Linked DNA regions of Callithrix jacchus: region 2 is linked to region 1. Evidence: chromatin contacts called from public Hi-C data. All regions are on one chromosome and are shown on one strand. Each heading gives the region's core, a stretch centred on a gene start, on an enhancer-like site or on the middle of the called end of the contact. The rest is flanking DNA. Distances are from core to core; before and after follow the strand shown. Region 1 holds the start of ZNF606 (zinc finger protein 606). Region 2 holds the start of ZNF329 (zinc finger protein 329).

The links. Hi-C and Micro-C count contacts between places; a contact is called where the count stands out from the background.
Region 2: a Hi-C map of skeletal muscle shows a contact between it and region 1, with 4 times the contacts expected there. The contact joins the promoter of ZNF329 here to the promoter of ZNF606 in region 1. A contact is called at or near these places in 3 of 3 Hi-C or Micro-C datasets (induced pluripotent stem cells and skeletal muscle).

Annotation. Positions count from the first base shown.
Region 1 is chr22:50,705,480-50,709,327 of calJac240_pri, reverse strand. ZNF606 (zinc finger protein 606) reads left to right here and starts at 1,804. Exons shown (of 8, transcript XM_078361017.1): 1 at 1,804-2,232; 2 at 3,435-3,515; 3 at 3,711-3,848. LOC103790146 reads right to left here and starts at 3,225. Exons shown (of 2, transcript XM_035284402.3): 1 at 3,218-3,225; 2 at 1-2,635. The coding sequence starts at 3,225. The coding sequence ends at 1,771.
Region 2 is chr22:50,869,574-50,873,389 of calJac240_pri, reverse strand. It overlaps ZNF329 (zinc finger protein 329), which reads left to right and starts at 1,801. Exons shown (of 6, transcript XM_078361034.1): 1 at 1,801-1,838.

The DNA of each region.
Region 1 (3,848 bases), core at 555-3,054:
TTTTTTTTGAAATGGGGTCTTGCTCTGTCACCCAGGCTGGAGTGCAGTGGTGTAATCTCAGCTAACTGCAAGATCCACCACCTGGCTTCAAGTGATTCTCCTGCCTCGGCCTCTTGAGTAGCTAGGATTACAGGCATGTGCCACCACGCCTTGCTAATTTTTGTATTTTTAGTAGACATGCGGTTTCACCATGTTGGCCAGGCTGGTCTTGAACTCCTGACTGAGGTGGTGGCCATGATCCACTCACCTCGGCCTCCCAAAGTGTTGGGATTACAGGTGTGAGCCACTGCACCCCACCAAGAAAAATTTTTTAAATTAGCCCATCATGATGGTGCATTCCTGTAGTCTCATCTACTTGGAAGGCTCAGGTGTGAGGATTGCTTGAGTCTAGGAGGTCGAGGCTACAGCAAGCCATGATGGTGCCACTGTACTCCAGCCTGGGCAACAGGGCAAGACCATGTCTCAAAAACAAACAAAAAGTGTGGAGTGGATGATTCAGGGAAGGGCAGAGAGCACGAAACTCACTTGGTCTAAGCTATGGGGGAAGGACAGAGGCAGCACTCATCAGTGAGGATATCTTGTGTTCACAGCCCCAAGCCATATCTTAGTAGGAGCACTGGATGAGGAATCTTTTTTTTTTTGAGAAGGAGTCCAGCTCAGGCTGGAGCGCAGTGGTGCAATCTTGGTTCACTGCAACCTCTGCCTTCTGGTTCAAGCAATTATCTGCCTCGGCCTCCCGAATAACTGGGATTACAGCTGCCCACCACCATGCTTGGATAATTTTTGTATTTTTAGTAGAGACGGGGTTTCACCATCTTGGCAAGGCTGGTCTGGAACTCCTGACCTCCTTTTGAACTGCCTGCCTTGGCCTCCCAAAGTGCTGGGATGAGTCATGAGCCACCGCGCATGACCTTTTTTTTTTTTTTTTTTTTTAAGACAGGCTCTTGCTCTGTCATTCAGGCCGGAGTACAGTGATGGATTCACAGCTCACAGCAGCCTCGACCTCCTGGGCTCCAGAGAACCTGGAACTACAGGCGCGGGCCATCACGCTGGGCTAATTTTTGTGGGGTTTTTTTTTTTTTTTTTTTGGAGAGATGGGGGGGGTCTCGCCATGTTGCCCAGGATGGTGTCGAACTCCTGAACTCAATGATCCTCCCGTCACAGCTTCCCAAAGTGCTGGGATTACAGGAATTAGCCACCGCGCCCGAACCGCTCCATGCATATTGACACAGGAAAACTCTCAGGATGGGTCGCTGGCAACCCATGCTCCCATAAAGGCTTGGCCTCTGGAAAAAGACCTGGGAACTAGTCCTGATGTTCTCAGCCGTGGGGCTTCACAGAGATGGGTAGCTTTTTTTTTTTTTTTTTTTTTTTTTTTTGAGACGGAGTTTCGCTGTTGTTACCCAGACAGGAGTGCAATGGCACGATCTCAGCTCACTGCAACCTCCGCCTCCTGGGTTCAAGCAATTCTCCTGCCTCAGCCATGTTGAACAGGATGGTCTCGATCTCTTGACCTCGTGATCCACCTGCCTCGGCCTCCCAAAGCGCTGGGATTACAGGCGTGAGCCACCGCGCCCGGCCGGTTCCTTATCCACTTTCTCACAATCTTGCGAACGCCGAATGAAGGATCCCCCGGGAGCGCTGCGAACTCGCCGAGCTCCTCCCGCGAAACCCGGGACCGCGAGTCAGAGCTGTCCTTTCACCGCGCCCAGGTGGCGCGGGGCGGGGCGGGGCGGATCCGCTCCCTGCTGCCGGAAGTGCCGCCCGGAACTACAGCTCCCAGCAGCCCCCGCGGTGCGCCCCGGTCAACGCCGGGGAAGCCGCCGCCATTGTCCGCGGCTGAGGTGAGGCCTTCGCTCGGGCTGTGGGGCCGCCGTAGTTACTGGGCTCGGGGGTTGGGAGAGCCGGCGGGGAGAGGCGGCGCCAGGGCGGGTCCTGCACCTGCACTTTCCGCCCCGGCTTTGCGCCCTCCTTGCCCTCGGCCCTCCCACCAGCCGCCAGCCTCTGGCCTCCCGCCTCCAGCGTCCAGGCGCGCTTCCTCGTCTGGCCGTCCGGGCCTGGGTGAACCCTGCACGTCGGCTCCGCGCGCCTTTGTCCCCGAGGCGCGGCCTGGAGCTCCCGAGCGCACTGCTGGGCCGGAACGTCGGCGCGGGACAAAAGCCAAACGCCGCAGGCGAGGCGACCCCGAGCCTGCTGCGCCGCCTTCCCGGGGGACCCGCGGCTGCGAGTCAGGTGAGGCCGGGACGAGCTTCTGCAGCGTCGCGGCCGCGTCGGTCTCGCGGAGGAGATTTGGGTCGGGAGCTCTGGAAGCAGGTGGTCCGGATGCTTCTGAGGCCGCTGATGGGAAGAACGAGCCGGTTCCTTCCCCAGCCCGCCCTCCTCCCCGCGCCGGTTCACACAAAGCACCGCGAAGGACGTCAGACCCGGGTTGGAAACGGCTCTGGATTCCCTTAAACACGCGGTGACGGCGGCGGTCACTGTCAGCCTGCAGCTAACAGTGCGAAATGCGGTTCGCGTCCTGCGTTTCCGCGCCGATTCCGGTGCCCCGGAGGCTCCCTGGGTGTTCTCGTGCTTTAGACACGTACCCAGCAGTCCGTTAAAGAGGTTGCTGCCGGCCGGGCGCGGTGGCTCACGCCTGTAATCCTAGCGCTTTGGGAGGCCGAGATGGGTGGATCACCTGAGGTCAGGGGTTCAAGACCAGCCTGGCCATCATGGTGAAACCCCATCTTAAAAAAAAAAAAAAAGAGGTTGCTGCCTTGTACAAAGACCTGGAACCTGGGGATTTAGGGGTCTGGGCGCCAGGCTTATCTCCAGGTCCTACACGCACACACACACACACACACACGCACACACACACGAGTTTAGGCTTAGGAAATCTCGGGCGTGGATTTTGTTTTGGAGGTGGGATTAAATTTGCATAACATAATGTTCACCTCTTTAACCACTTAAAAGTGTGAAGTTCATTGGTTTTATTGTATATTAATAAAGTTGTGCAATCATCACCACTATCTAATGCTAAAAACATTTCATCACCCCCCAAAGAAACTCTTGTTCCCATGAAGCAGTCTCTCCCTATTTTATTTTTCCCCCAGCTCTGGGCAACCACTAATGTATGAGGATTGCAAGTAGCTTTTACAGTAATTGTTGTCCAGTTAACCCGAAAGTTCCATCTGTGTTGTGACTGACTGTCTCTTGGAAATGGCTAACAAATTTATACCTTCTCATCGGAATCATGCTTTTTTTTTTTTTTTCCAGCTTATGCAAATTACCCTTCATTTTTCTTTAGGAATTTTGTTATTTTTTTGACATGTAAATTTTCTTAAATTCTCCTTGCAAGTTTTTTGGTTGCTTCTATGGATGGATTCCCTTCTTTGTTCCCGCTGGGTCTTCTGTGGGAATAGACCAGTTTTGTCTTTTTTCACTTTTGTCATTAGGTGGGGAATAGTGACTCACCGGGCGGGTGTCTGGTCAGTCAGTCCTCCGGATGGCAGCCATCAACCCGTGGGCCTCCTGGGGTGAGTCCAAATCATGTTACTTCTGGGCCTCCCCTAACATTAGCCGCTGCAGTCATGGGTCAGAGCTGGGGAGGGGCTGAGGACTTTTGAGGATGGAAGTGGGGTCTGTCTGTCTTGGTACAAAATTAGAAGCGATTGGTGGTAAAGAAGGAAAATTTTTGGCGTAAAACACAGTAACTTTTATGTGTTTTATAGCCTCTCCTGAGAGTTGTTACTGGTTTTAAGAGATTTTCTGGGCCGGGCGCGGTGGCTCAAGCCTATAATCCCAGCACTTTGGGAGGCCGAGGCGGATGGATTACGAGGTCAAGAGATCAAGACCATGCTGGTCAACAA
Region 2 (3,816 bases), core at 552-3,051, 160 kb before region 1:
TTGGCCAGGCAAGGTGGCTTCCGCCTGTGACCCTAGCACTTTGGGAGGCTGAGGATTACTTGAACCCTAGAGTTTAAGAGCAGCCTGGATAAAACAGTGAGACACCCCACCCCCCATCTCTACTAACAAATTAAGCAGGCAGGCCCGGTGCGATGGCTCACGCCTGTAATCCCAGCACTTTGGGAGGCTGAAACCGGTGGATCACAAGGTCAGGAGTTCAGACCAGCCTGACCAACATGGCAAAACCCCGATCGACTCTACTTTTTAAAAAAATACAAAAATTAGCCGGGTGTGGTGGCATATGCCTATAATCCCATCTATTCAGGAGGCTGAGGCAGGAGAATCTGTTAAACCCGGGAGGCAGAGGTTGCAGTGACCGAAAATCATGCCATTTCACTCCAGCCTGGGCGACAAAGCTAGACTCCGTTTCAAAAAAAAAAAAATTAGCCTGGCACGGTGGCCTACACCTGTAGTCCCAGCAAGTTGGGCAGTTGAGATGGGAGGATTGGTTGAGTCCAGGAGGTCAAGGATGCAGTGAGATACGATCATGCCACTGGACTATAGCCTGGACAGCAAAGCAAGACCCCATCTCCAAGGAAAAAAAAAAGTATCATTTTGTAAATGAATTCTGGGATGCTAATCTTGATGTAGAAAGGCTCCTACCCTAAGAACAAACAGATAATTCCTGAACAGGGATTGGCAAACAATGGCCTCAGTGGGCCTCCTATTCTTTTTTTTTTTTTTTTTAATTTTTATTTCTTGACTCAGCTTGTGTAGAAGGGCCTCCTATTCTTGTAAAGTTCTGTTGGAATGCAGCCTCACTCGTTCGTTTAGTGTTATCTATGGCTGCTATCTGAGAGAGTTGGGTCGTCATGGAAGAGACCTTACGGTCTGCAAAGCTGAAACTATCATTGGGTTTTTTACAGAAAAAGTTTGCTAACTTGTGACCTAGAAGAATACACACTTGTGGCCGGGCACGGTGGCTCATGCCCATAATCCCAGCACTTTGGGGGGCCAAGGTGGGCGAATCACCTGAGGTCAGGAGTTTTGAAGACCAGCCTGGCCAACATGGTAAAACCTCATCTCTACTAAAAATACAAAAATTAGCCAGGTGTGGTGGTGCGCGCCTGTAATTCCAGCTACTCAGGAGGCTGAGGCACCGCGCATGGCCTGCAATTTGTTTTTAGAGAACTGTTCATCTTGTATGTAAGTTAGTCGGTTTGTTTTAACCACCCTCTTTTGCTCCGTTGCACATACCATAATTTCTTTCTCGCAGTAAATATTTAGGCTTCCAACTTTCCCATGCTAAAATTTAAGAGAACCACGGAAGGAATGAAAAAATGTGTAGTTTTCATTTTCAACCGGCTGTTGTCATTACTGAGGAAAGTTACTGGCTTTGTTTATTTATTTATTTATTTCCTAGCCGCCGCCCCTCTACATTTCTTACATCTAGTTATTTTAACAAATTAGGCCTCCCCAAATGCTGGGAATACAGGCGTGAGCCACACACCCAGTACATATATTGCCAATGAATAATGAGTGTACTTATCTGAATTTTAACATTTTTCTCAAAAAAAAAAAAATTATGGATATAGAAATATTTTAGCAAATTATGCAGTAAATAAAAGGAAGGCTCTATAAAAAAAAAGATTTTTTTTTAAAAAGCCTGCGCGTCCGCCCCGAGATAACCCCACGCCCGGGTAAAGATTAACCCCGTACCCACGGCCACCCGGTCGCTGGGCGGGGGGAGCTTGGGGGCCTCGCGCACGCGCACATCCAGGTCCCGGCAGCCGCGCAAGCGCAATCGCAGGGAACATGGCTGCCGCCGGCGCCCAACCGTAAGTGCCGACGCATCCCTGGGCCGTTTGCTGCCTCCGTTTCCCTCTGCGGGGCGGCGTGGCGGGTGGAGGCCCGCCGGATCCCGGTGGGGCGGCGAGGGGCGGGTCCGCAGGTGGGCTTCACCTGGGTAGTGGGCATGTCGGGCCCTCGAGGGCGGGGGTCTGGCCAGGGCGCTGTTCTTGTTGCGGGTGGCTACGCTCCCGAGGGCTAGGTCGCTCTCAGGCTGGTGTGGACGCCTCCGTCGTTCCTTCGCGTCACCCGTGAGTTCCGCGCTCCTGTCCCTATCCGACTCTCCCACGGCGACCGTTCTGCCGCGCCTGCTGGGTATTCTGGTCCGTCTCCTGGGGTCATCCCCGAGTCTACCGCTTTTCTGCCGGCGGGTGGGAGTGGCGGTGTAGGCGTGGGTCGGCCTCCGGCTGAATTGGCTGCCCTGAGCCAATGGGCTGAGCCGCTTCCTTTTGAGTCCGGCAGGTGTTAGATCACCTGTGTGTTTTTCCATTTGATAATTGCAAAATCATGTTTTACTGCAATTCTAAGTGGGGGCCTAATTTTTGCACCTGTTTAGTGACCATTTCGCTGTCTTTTCCCTTCGTTTTGTGGTTTCTTTTCGTCGTGCACTCTCCCAGTCTCAGTATTTTACGACAAAAAATACTGGTTTATATAGAGAAGCTGAAAGAATTGTTCACTGAACAACCCGGTTAACATCTGCTGAACTTAGTGTATTCCTTATCATTCCTTCTGTCCATCCTTTCTGCCATCCATTAATCCACCTTTTGGGGAAACATTTCAAATTAAGTTGTAGATAACACTTCTCCCTCAAACACCTCACTATCCTTAATATGAATTAGAGTTCAGTAGTGCTTTTTTAAATTTTTTGAGCCCAAATTGACTTTCAGTGAAATGCACAGATCTTCACTGTACCATTTGAGGAGTTTTGACAAATGCAATCTAAACCTTTATTAAAATTACCGTCAGCCTGGAAAGGTTCCTTATCTTTTGCCAAGTAAAAGAATTTGGCTATTAGGAACGTGGGATTGTAAGAGTATGTTTTGAATACCAAGCTTTTGTCTGTTTTGCTTTTCCCACAGCAGCTGACTTTTCCTCCATTCTACTGCTTGTTTCCCTCTAAACCAAACTTTTAATTTTGAAAGTTTCACATTTACATAAAAGTTGCAGGAATAGTTTAACACATGTAAAACCATCCAGATTCTCAAATTATTAACACTTGTTGGCACATTAGCTTTACCTTTCTCCTCTCCCTGCCTCAAACACATGCATAGATGTCACCACAAAAAGGGGCCGGAACTATACCCCAAGAGAGGGTTCTTGTATCTCCAGAAAGAAAGAATTTAGGGCGAGGCCATAAAGTGAAAGCAAGTTTATTAAGAAAGTAAAGGAATAAAAGAATGGCTACTCCATAGATAGAGCATCCCCAAGAACTGGTTGCCCATTTTTATGGTTATTTCTTGATTATATGCTAAGGACAGGGGTGATTATTTATGCCTACCCTTTTTAGACCACATAGGGTAACTTCCTGACATTGCCATGATATTTGTAAACTGTCACGGTGCTGGTGGGAAAATAACTGGAGGTCACTCTCGTCGCCATCCTGGTTTTGGTGGGTTTTAGCCACTTTCTTTACTGCAAGCTGTTTTATCAACAAGATCTTTATGATCTGTATCTTGTGCCAATCTCCTCTCTCATCTTGTGACCTAGAATGCCTTAACTGTCTGGGAATGCAGCCCAGTAGGTCTCAACCTTATTTTACCCAGCCCCTATTTAAGGTGGAGTTGCTTTGGTTCAGACACCTCTGACATAGGGTTCCCTTTTTTATATTTTACGTACATACATGTACACACAGCAAGTGTTGCAGAGGCAGGTGTGGTACAGACATATATTTACATACACTTAGGTTTTTTTGACTGAGTTACTGAAAGTATGTGGTAGATACCATACTTCACTCTGAAATACTTCAGC